Linked DNA regions of Anas platyrhynchos: region 1 is linked to region 2. Evidence: chromatin contacts called from public Hi-C data. All regions are on one chromosome and are shown on one strand. Each heading gives the region's core, a stretch centred on a gene start, on an enhancer-like site or on the middle of the called end of the contact. The rest is flanking DNA. Distances are from core to core; before and after follow the strand shown. Region 1 overlaps SLC35C2 (solute carrier family 35 member C2). Region 2 holds the start of CD40 (CD40 molecule).

Region 1 (4,264 bases), core at 1,701-4,200, 110 kb after region 2:
CATGAGTCCCCCCATTCCACGAAGATGTTAACAGCTTTTTGAAATTCCATAAATGCTCACCTGTGGTTGCTACCCCACTTGAGAATGGTTCAGTGCTTGCATTTCACTTCACACCTTGATCACTTTGTGGTACCAAGGAAGGAAGCAGCATTGTCTGCCAGCACAGCATCCAGGACTAGGCAGCATTAACCATGATGTCAGACTTCACAACACCAGATCCAGCTCATAAACTTTTGTCTGCCTTTGCTAAACCCTTGCCAAGTCCTGGGCAAGGCAAAGAAAGGCTTCGTCTACTCCTGCAGGGTCAGCCACAAGTCCCTGGTGGCTCCCAGTTGCAGCCCTAGTGCAGGAGGTGTTTGTGGCTTGCCTACAGCACATCCAGCTGACCCAAGTACCAGCATCAATGCCATCCGTACCTGCCATAAGGGCTGTTTATGCCTTGCACAGCCCCCAGAAACTATGCCAGATCAAACCTGCCCAAAGGTTTACCTGATCCAAACTCAGGTGGCGACACGGAGGGGAGAGATTTGGGGACGGCACGGTCACTTCCCAGCCTCAGCAAACCTAGCTGAGCCATTGTCCAGTGGAGGATCCTGCTCCTAATCTCGTCTCTCGCAGCACCTTTCAAATTAATTCGTTAATTGGTGTGTCAGGCTGTGCATATGAAAGGAGGATGCATGGCTCCCTCTGCCGGCACGCGGCGCCCCGCGCCCTCCCTTCCCCAAAAGCCGAGGAAGCGCCGGCCCGGGCCCCGATCGCCTCCAGCCACCGGCCCGGCAGCGCCTCGGGGGTCCCAGCCGCGGCTCCGGGAAGGCTCCGGCTCCCTGCCTTCGGGCTGTGCTACTGGAGCTGGACTTCTGTCCTGGAAACAGCGTGCACCAGGGGAGCAGCCGAGGAGGGCCCCTGCAAAGGGGCGTTCAGCTGACTTGTAGAAGTTTGAGCAGGGACGGAACTTCCTAAGGGCTCTGCTGATGCTCAGCTATTCCTACCTGCCTGCTATCAAAAGGTTCTGCCATATTTCACAAGTGTGAAGCTGGCCAACCTCTGAGAGTTGGCAACATCTAGCTCCTGAAGGAACCACTAACCTGTATGTCCTTGACTTCCAGACTCCAGCAATGGGAGAGAAGCCCTCTCCCACACACACAGCAGTCACCGATAGCCGTGCGTCTTTCCAAGACCATCACAAGGGGGAAGAGAAAGTATTGTCACACTTCAAAAAAGGAATAGTAAAAATCCAAAAGAATCCAAAGCCAAGGGTAACGCTAGAGTTTGGTTGCTGAGGATGACGGGGTGGTAGTGACCTGTATCAGAATATAAATCTAATTTGCTCACACATGCCCAACTCAAAGCGTGCCTCTCTAAAAAGGACAACAAGGTGCTGAGAGGAGGAGGTGCTCAGTTTAGGAGCCACCTTTAATGACAAGGATTACTGGAGAAACAGCATTTTGGGGATTTCAGATTCCAGGAAGCAGATGCAGCATGAGCAGAGGGAGATAATCCCAGTGTGACAGAGATGCAAGGAAGTAGGACCAGGAAAGGCTGCGCAGCAACCCCAGGCACACAGAAACCACGTGTTGGACCCTGTGAATCCCCATCACAGGGAAACCCCCCCCATAACCATACCCATAGCCAAAAGAAGTGGACAGAACAAGGGCCTGGCCCAGGACTCCCAGCACCTTTTCTGTCCTGTGATGGTTAGGCCATGAGGGTTTCTATGACTCTGGCGCAGCCAAACCCTCAGCTGTCCCTTCCAGACCCTGGCCAATGTGGTGACTCAGTCCCAAAGGAGATGTCTCAGGAGCCTGCTGCCCCCAAACCTGCCAACTGATAGCAAGAGCCTCTGCCCTGCTCACAGCCCACCAGCAACCTGCCAGCAAGCAGGCAGCCAGGGGAATCCAGGCTCTTCTGGGAAGGCAGAAGGGAGGCACTGAGGGGACAGGAGGGAACAGACACAGGATACTTCTCCCCCACAAAAAACCTAACTGCAGGACTTTGCAGGTGGGCACAGGGACCTCAGAGCTCGCATCAGCTGGGGCCTGCCTGTGCCCAGCTCCTGAAAGCAAAGCCACAAGGAAGGGCAGCAGGGGACAAGAAAGGACTGGGGACAGATAGGGCTCCCACAGAAGCCATGCTGAGCTCCCAGGTGCTGCAGCACAGAGCACCACAGGTCAGGGCTTTCCCTGTTGCCCATCACATAGGGGAAGGGCCACATCCTGTGAGGTGGCAGGTGCAGTTGGCCAGGCAGAATGAGCCTCTCCTGCTGTGCTGAGACCAGGACTGTATCACACATTCCTGCTCTAACTCAGTCTTGCAGTCAAAATCTCAAGGAAATGGTAGTTTTCTAAAGCAGTGTTTAAATCCTATACTTGCTCATGCAGCTGCTATTTCCAAATGTCCCACATCCTCGACTTGCAGGGTATATATACCTTTCCATTTCCATGCACACACCACTGTGTATCTGTGCCCCTTTTTGTGCATGGGCTTCTGCTAAAAGGAGTTTGCTGCTTTTGAGACTCTCTATTTATTGCCCAGGATGTTTCTATGGAGACTCCCATCATTGGCTGCAAAAGGCTTCTGGCCATCAGCAGCTTCAGGTGAGGGCCTCAAGCTTCACATCACCTCGGTTGTTATTGCTATCAGCTACAGCTAGTTAGGAAAAAATTAACAAAACCTCACCTGATGTAGCAATGGTGAGTGATGTAATGTTGTGAGTAAAGAGGAGTGGTCCTGCATTTGTTTTCCTTCATTGTTCTCTGGAGTACTGTAGCAGGGAAGAGCAGAAAAGAGGGATAGGGGTGTCTGGACAAAAGGGAGCTGGACAAACAGTTCTGCTTTTGTGATTCCTTGAAGTATTTCCTAGTCAGCAAGTTTTGCACAACTGCTGTAGCCTTGGAGCACAGGGCCACTTCACCCTGTACAATGGCTGGCCCTGGCACACTGCTCCCCAAGCCAGGGCCAGCATGTTCTCAGTTCTGTTCAGTGAGCACCTGGCTAAATGCTTCTACAGAGCAGCCGCAGACTTGTGGCTGTTGCTGACAAGCACCAGGCCCAGCATCACCTCCATCGTACCCACAGCTTCCTTCCATTATCAGCCAGTCAGTGCCAGATTCAGCATGGGGGACAGGCAAGGCTGTTCCCCATATGTACAGCAGACCCTGCACACAACAGTTTGACAATAGTGCTAATAGGCACTTTGCCCAGAATATCAGTCCTGCAGTGTGTGAACTAAACCACAGGTCTCTTACAAGTGATCCCAAATTAGAAGGTGAAGTACAGAGTACAGTCAAAACTAAATGAGCTCTACTGGGCTTATTTTCCTCATCTCCTTGCTGGCACTGCCACAGCCAATGTGAGGGGCAAGAACATGAGTAAAAGCAGGGCAGGATTAAGGGGCACAGCATGCAGAGAGAGAGTGAGGACACAAGGGCAGATTTCTCACAGGCAAAAGAAGCAGGGCAGGACTGTGAATCCAGAGAAGTGCTGTCTCTTTCTGAAAAAATGTCATTAGCTTTAAATGAATCTTATAGCCTTCACTCGTGCTTAGTGAGCTATCCTAAAATCGGGCACCCAGGAGAAAGGAGATTCTTTCTGGAAAGCACCTTGATTTTCAGCACTGCTAGTAGGTTTAGCAGTAGTGATCCAGTCCAAATCTAGCCCTTGGATTGCAGTGCGGATGGACCAGCTTTGGGCAGGCTGCCTTTCCTGTGCAGCCAGGGCTGAGCTATCCCAGTTTCAGGAGGGAAAATGCAGGGGCCACACTTTAGCAGGGTCTGTCCTCCAATTTTTGTTCAAAGAAGCCTTATAAGATCTCTGGTGAAGACTGCCTGACAGCACCAGGGCTGCCTCTCTCCCCATCTGATACCACTGTGCTCACGCACTACCACAGCAGCTCTCCATACTACCATGAGGCAGAGGGGCACCGGCAGAGCAGGCACTCCAAAACCTGAGGTTTGGAGATAAAAGCCGAGCCCAATCCACTGAGGCACAGGCAGCCTCAGACCAACCTTTGCACTCTGAACAGCCTCCTCATGCTCCCACCTTCCAGTAGTGTCACCTGTCCTGGTTTGACTTACATGCACTTCCACAGTTAAAGAGAGAACCTACACCCTCTGCAGGCATCCCAGCCAGCCATGTGGGATTGGCAAAGGCAAATCTTGCTGAAAAAACATCCAGACATTGCACCACAGAACGCACAAAAAAGTGCCATCCAACAGCCCTTCTCCAACAGGATAACACAGAAGTATCTCCTCTCAACCACAGCAGG
Region 2 (4,515 bases), core at 37-2,536:
CGTCTGCTCTCAGGGCTCCCCTGGGACCCCTCGTGCCCTCAAGCGGATCGCTTTTGGGAAATGACGGCAGGGGGGAATCCAGAGCACGCGGCCCCGCAGCTGTCCCGGCACACAGCCCCCCGCCGGGCAGCAGGAGCCCCGAGGGGCTGCGGGTGGGCAGCGGCACAGCGGGCACCGCTGGCTCACGGGGCACCGGCAACTGCCCGTGGGGAGCAGCGGCACCGGGGCAGCCTGAGCCCTGCTGCACGCGCAGCCGGTGCTGGACGGGCTCCCAGCTGGGGCAGGGGTGACGTGGCCGTGGCTGGGTGGGTGGCACTGCTGCAGGAGGGGACGGGGCAGCAGTGCCGTTGTGTGAGCGGGGTGCAGGGGGACGCTGGAAGCCCCCCTTCCTCCCAGGCACGCACCACAGGCTGGATCCAGGGAAATCTCCCGAGAGCAGAGGAGCCTGGAACTTCCCCGGGGATTGCTCTGGGGACCCCAGGGAAATGCAGCCGAGGCCGCAGGCAGCCAGCGGCACAGCTGGGCCCTGCAGGCCTTCTGCCTCTTCCCCTTTCTGGCTGACGTATTTCTGGGGACTCCGCACAGACACCAGAGTTTGGGGGAACAGTAAGGGGCTCTCCAGGGCCACTACTCTGAACTGTCTTTCCTTGGGAAAACGAAGTGAAACCTTGAACTTCTGTGTCAGAAATGAGCTAACTGCGGCCAGCACAGACTCCCCTGGCCATGGCCCACAGCCGAGTCCTGCCCATGGCCTGCACCCCGTCTGCCCAGGAAGGCGCAGCCCAGGCAGCAGCTGGAGGCTGGCAGGGAGCTGCCGAGGAGCAGGTTCCCTCCAGCTGCAGCGTGACGCTCGCCTGGAGCCGTGCAGTGACACCGAGCTCCAGCTGCTCCACCGGGACCCCGGGCAGGGCCGGGTGCCGTGGCGGGGCAGAGCCGCCGGCCGGGCTCCGGTGTGTCCGCACCGCGGTGCCCCGCGCTGCCCCAGCTGCCCCCGGCCCGCCCCGCCTCGTAGCCCGGGCACCGGGCACGGCCGCCCCGGGACCGCGGGGCTGGAGCCCGTAGGGCCCGCAGTGTGGTGCCGGGGGGCTTCTGCCGGGCCCCCGGCCCCGTCCCCGCAGCCGCCCCCGCACGGCGCTGCCCTCGGCCCCGCGCTGCCCACGCTCCGCGGCCCGGGGAAGTCCCCGGGGGCGCGGGGAGCCGGCGGCGGGAGCCCGGTGACTGCAGGATGGGCGGCCCCTGCGGCCCCTTCCTGGGCGGAAACGGGCCGAGGCGTTATTACGGGCTGCCCCGCCGCCCGCGACGGGACGGGACGGGGCGGCACAGGACGGCGCGGGACGGGACGGGACGGGACGGGACGGGACGGCACAGCACAGCACGGCTCGGCTCGGCTCGGCTCGGCTCGGGCCATGGGGCGGCGCGGGCTGCTGGGGCTGCTGTGCGCGCTGCTGCTGGCTGTAAGTGCGGCGCCCCGCGGGGCCGGGGAGCGGGGCCGGGGCCGGGGCGGTCGCTGCAGCAGGGCGGGCAGCAGGGCGGGCAGCGGGGTCCCCGCGGTGCCCGGCGGCGGCGGGGCTCTCCGGGGGGCAGCGCCCGGGGCCGTCCGGCCGCTCCGCTCCCCCCTGCGCCGCTCCGGTCCCGCCGATCGCGGCCGGGCCCCGCGGCGGCGCTGCCGCCCCGACGGGAGCGGGCCCGGGGCCATCGCCCAGCCCCGTGCCGGGAAGGCTGCGGGGGAGAGACCCTGGCCGGGCGCCCCGGGCCTGGCTGCCGAGCGCGGAGCTTCGCCGTTCCTCATTCCTGCGGCTGGGAATTCCCCCCGGGGCTCGGCTTTATCCGCGCCTCCCCGCCGCACTTCGCCTCCCCTCGCCCCGGGACCCCCGTCGCCGGTGTCTGGAGCGCGGCCGTGAATTTGGGGAGGGGGAGAGGGCAGCGCAGGGCAGGGCAGGGCAGGGCAGGGCAGGGCAGGGCAGGTCCCCCCGCGGACCGCCCCGGCTCAGCTCCGCTCTGTGCCGGAGGGGCTGGGGCAGAGCTGAGCACCGCTGGGCCGGGGGCTGCAGCCCGGCCGGGGGGCTCCGGGCGCGGGGTCTCGAGGGCTCGGAGCACGGAACGGGCCCCGGGGGGCTGGGCGGTGTGAGCAGGGGCAGGGCCGGGAGCCCGAGCACCTCTTTCAGTTCCCTTTCCTGCCCGAAGTCACAAACGCACGGTGACAGGGGCAGTTCCCTCTGCAGCCTCAGGTTTCCCACACCGGAGCCCCGCTGCCCCCGGCCCCGCTGCCCCTCGGGCAGAGCAGCGCCGTGGCACCAGGGCTGCCCGCGGGACCCCGCGGGGGTCTGCAGAGCATGGAGCTGCTGCGGGCCTGGCCCCCAGCCCTCCCTCACTACGAGTCCTCGCAGCCTTCTTGCTCCAGGGCCCTGCTGGGCTTCCCTCCCTGTCCCCGGGCCTGGCAGACTCACCAGGAGCAGCCAGTGCCAGAGATGCGCAGTGCTGGGCTCGCGAGGGACAATGCCACGGGTGTCCTCCTGCCTGGCTTGAGATCCGAGCCCCCGGGACAAGGACAGCTCCCTGCTCCCTTCCCACCCTGCCCTGAGCAAGCAGTCCCCCTGCTAGGGGGGACCAAGGGGGGATGGTGGGCGGCTGCGCAGAGCTGACCTGCCTGCCTGGGGCCTGCTGCCCCCCGGGGCTGGTGCATTGGCCTCGGAAGGGGCTGGCCGTGCTCTGCTGGGTCGGGGGTCGCCGTTGATGCTGCTCCCCCTGGGCAGTGCTGCAGCGCTGTGGGCAGTGGCAGGGGCCCAAGGTGATGTGCAGCCTGGTAGAAAATCTGAGGAAACATGGGGCCACCCTGCCAGAGCTGCTTCCATCCCACTTCAAAGCGAGCACTGGTAGCACCAGGCAGCGCGGGCGGCTCTGCTGCGGTCTGTGGTTAGTGCAGGCATGGGAAGCGTGGTGCAGGGAAGACCTCACCTCGGGGCGTGGGTGAGCACATGAGGTGGCACGCGCGTGCCAGCAGCTGTGGCCGTGCAGGAGCGTGGCGGAGCAGTGTCATTTCACAAACCTCATCTCTTCCAGTGCTGGGGTCCTGGTGACGCCGTGAGATGCTCTGATAAGCAGTACGAGCACAAGGGCAAGTGCTGCAACCGCTGTCAGCCAGGTACGGAGACGCCTTCCCCTTCCCGGGCCCCTGAGGCCCAGCTGTGCCAGAGCCAACGGCACGGCCACGGCCAGAGCCAGCCCCGCTTGCTGCGAGTGAGCCCCCCCTGCCAGCAGTGCCCACAGGCTCACCTCGCGCTGTCACCTAGTGCTGGAGCAGCTGGGGACCTCGTGGGTGCCCTGAGACCCCCCGCACCTCACCAAGTCTGCAGGGGCTCCCTTGCACAGTCTGAGCTCCTGCAGCCGCAGGATCCCATGGCACAGGCAGCTTGCAGGGACAGCTGCTCCCGCTGGCATGGCCAGATTGGCTCCCAGTCCCTGGCGTGCTGGAGGCAGTGAACGCCTGCCCCACTCTCCCGCTGCAGCCCCCAGCACCTCCTGCCCAGCCCTGTGCTGGCCCCTGCAGCCCTGGCTGCCGGAGCAGCATCCAGCAACTGAACAAATGTGCCGCAGCAGCCCTGGCATCCACAGCCTCCGGCGCTGCTGCATCCTGCTGGCAGAGCTGCTGCATGCAGGGGGAAGGCTCCCTTGCCCCTGCCTCCCAGCACTTACCTGCCCCTACCACACTTGCAGGGGAAAAGCTGGTCTCTGAATGCAATGCCACAGAAGACTCTGTCTGCGTCCGCTGTGAGAGCGGACACTATCAGCAGAGCTGGACCAAGGAGCGGCACTGCACCCCCCACGACATCTGTGAAGAATGTAAGTGCTCTGTGCTCACGCTGGCCCCAGCATCTGGGGCCATGGGGGCTGGTGTCTGCCTGGGCTCACCTGTCCGGTGCCTCACCTTGCCGCTTTGCCCAGACACTGGCCTCATTGTGAAGACGCAGGGAAACGCGACGCACAACACGGTGTGCCAGTGCCGGGCCGGCATGCACTGCTCAGACACCAGCTGCCAGACCTGCGTGGAGAACCAGCCCTGCAAGCAGGGCTTTGGGTTTGTGTCAGGTGAGACCCAGAAGCTCCCGCCCTCCCCCAGGGACCGAGGTACTGCCAGCATCGGCCTCAGGTCCTCCCAAGCACGGGGTGCTTCCCTGGCACAGGGCTCCCAGCAGAGCTTCGGGGGAGCTGTGCTGCTGCTGTGCCCGGTGGCATTGCCACGGGAGAGGCTGCTCGGTGATCCCCACAGCCTGTTACAAAACTTCCTGCAACCTCTGTTCCTTTCCAGCCAAGACCGTGCCTCAGACGTCATCGCCCTGCGAGCCCTGTCCAGAAGGCACCTTCTCCAACGTCTCTTCCAAAACCGAGCCGTGCTACCCCTGGACAAGGTCTGAGTGCTGATCACATCCTATGCCCACCCAGCTGTGCCACGTCCCTGTTGGCACATCCCTGGCTGCCAGCCTCTGGAGGGGACCTGAGGACAAAACACTGGGACAG

The links. A called contact is a pair of places that touch in the nucleus more often than the background predicts.
Region 1: a contact with region 2 is called in a Hi-C map of skeletal muscle, with 4 times the contacts expected there. The contact joins the enhancer-like site here to the promoter of CD40 in region 2. A contact is called at or near these places in 4 of 8 Hi-C or Micro-C datasets (F5 follicle, liver, skeletal muscle and 1 more).

The regions. Positions count from the first base shown.
Region 1 is chr21:18,452,716-18,456,979 of IASCAAS_PekinDuck_T2T, forward strand. All of the region lies in intron 9 of SLC35C2 (solute carrier family 35 member C2), which reads right to left. Among named protein-coding and RNA genes, the nearest start is that of CDH22, 20 kb to the left of the region's middle. Within about 2 kb of position 2,951, at least 1 of the 8 cell types and tissues checked has an H3K27ac peak or open chromatin away from gene starts, as enhancers often do.
Region 2 is chr21:18,346,720-18,351,234 of IASCAAS_PekinDuck_T2T, forward strand. CD40 (CD40 molecule) reads left to right here and starts at 1,287. Exons shown (of 9, transcript XM_027442951.3): 1 at 1,287-1,454; 2 at 3,061-3,142; 3 at 3,715-3,840; 4 at 3,943-4,086; 5 at 4,307-4,406. The coding sequence starts at 1,407.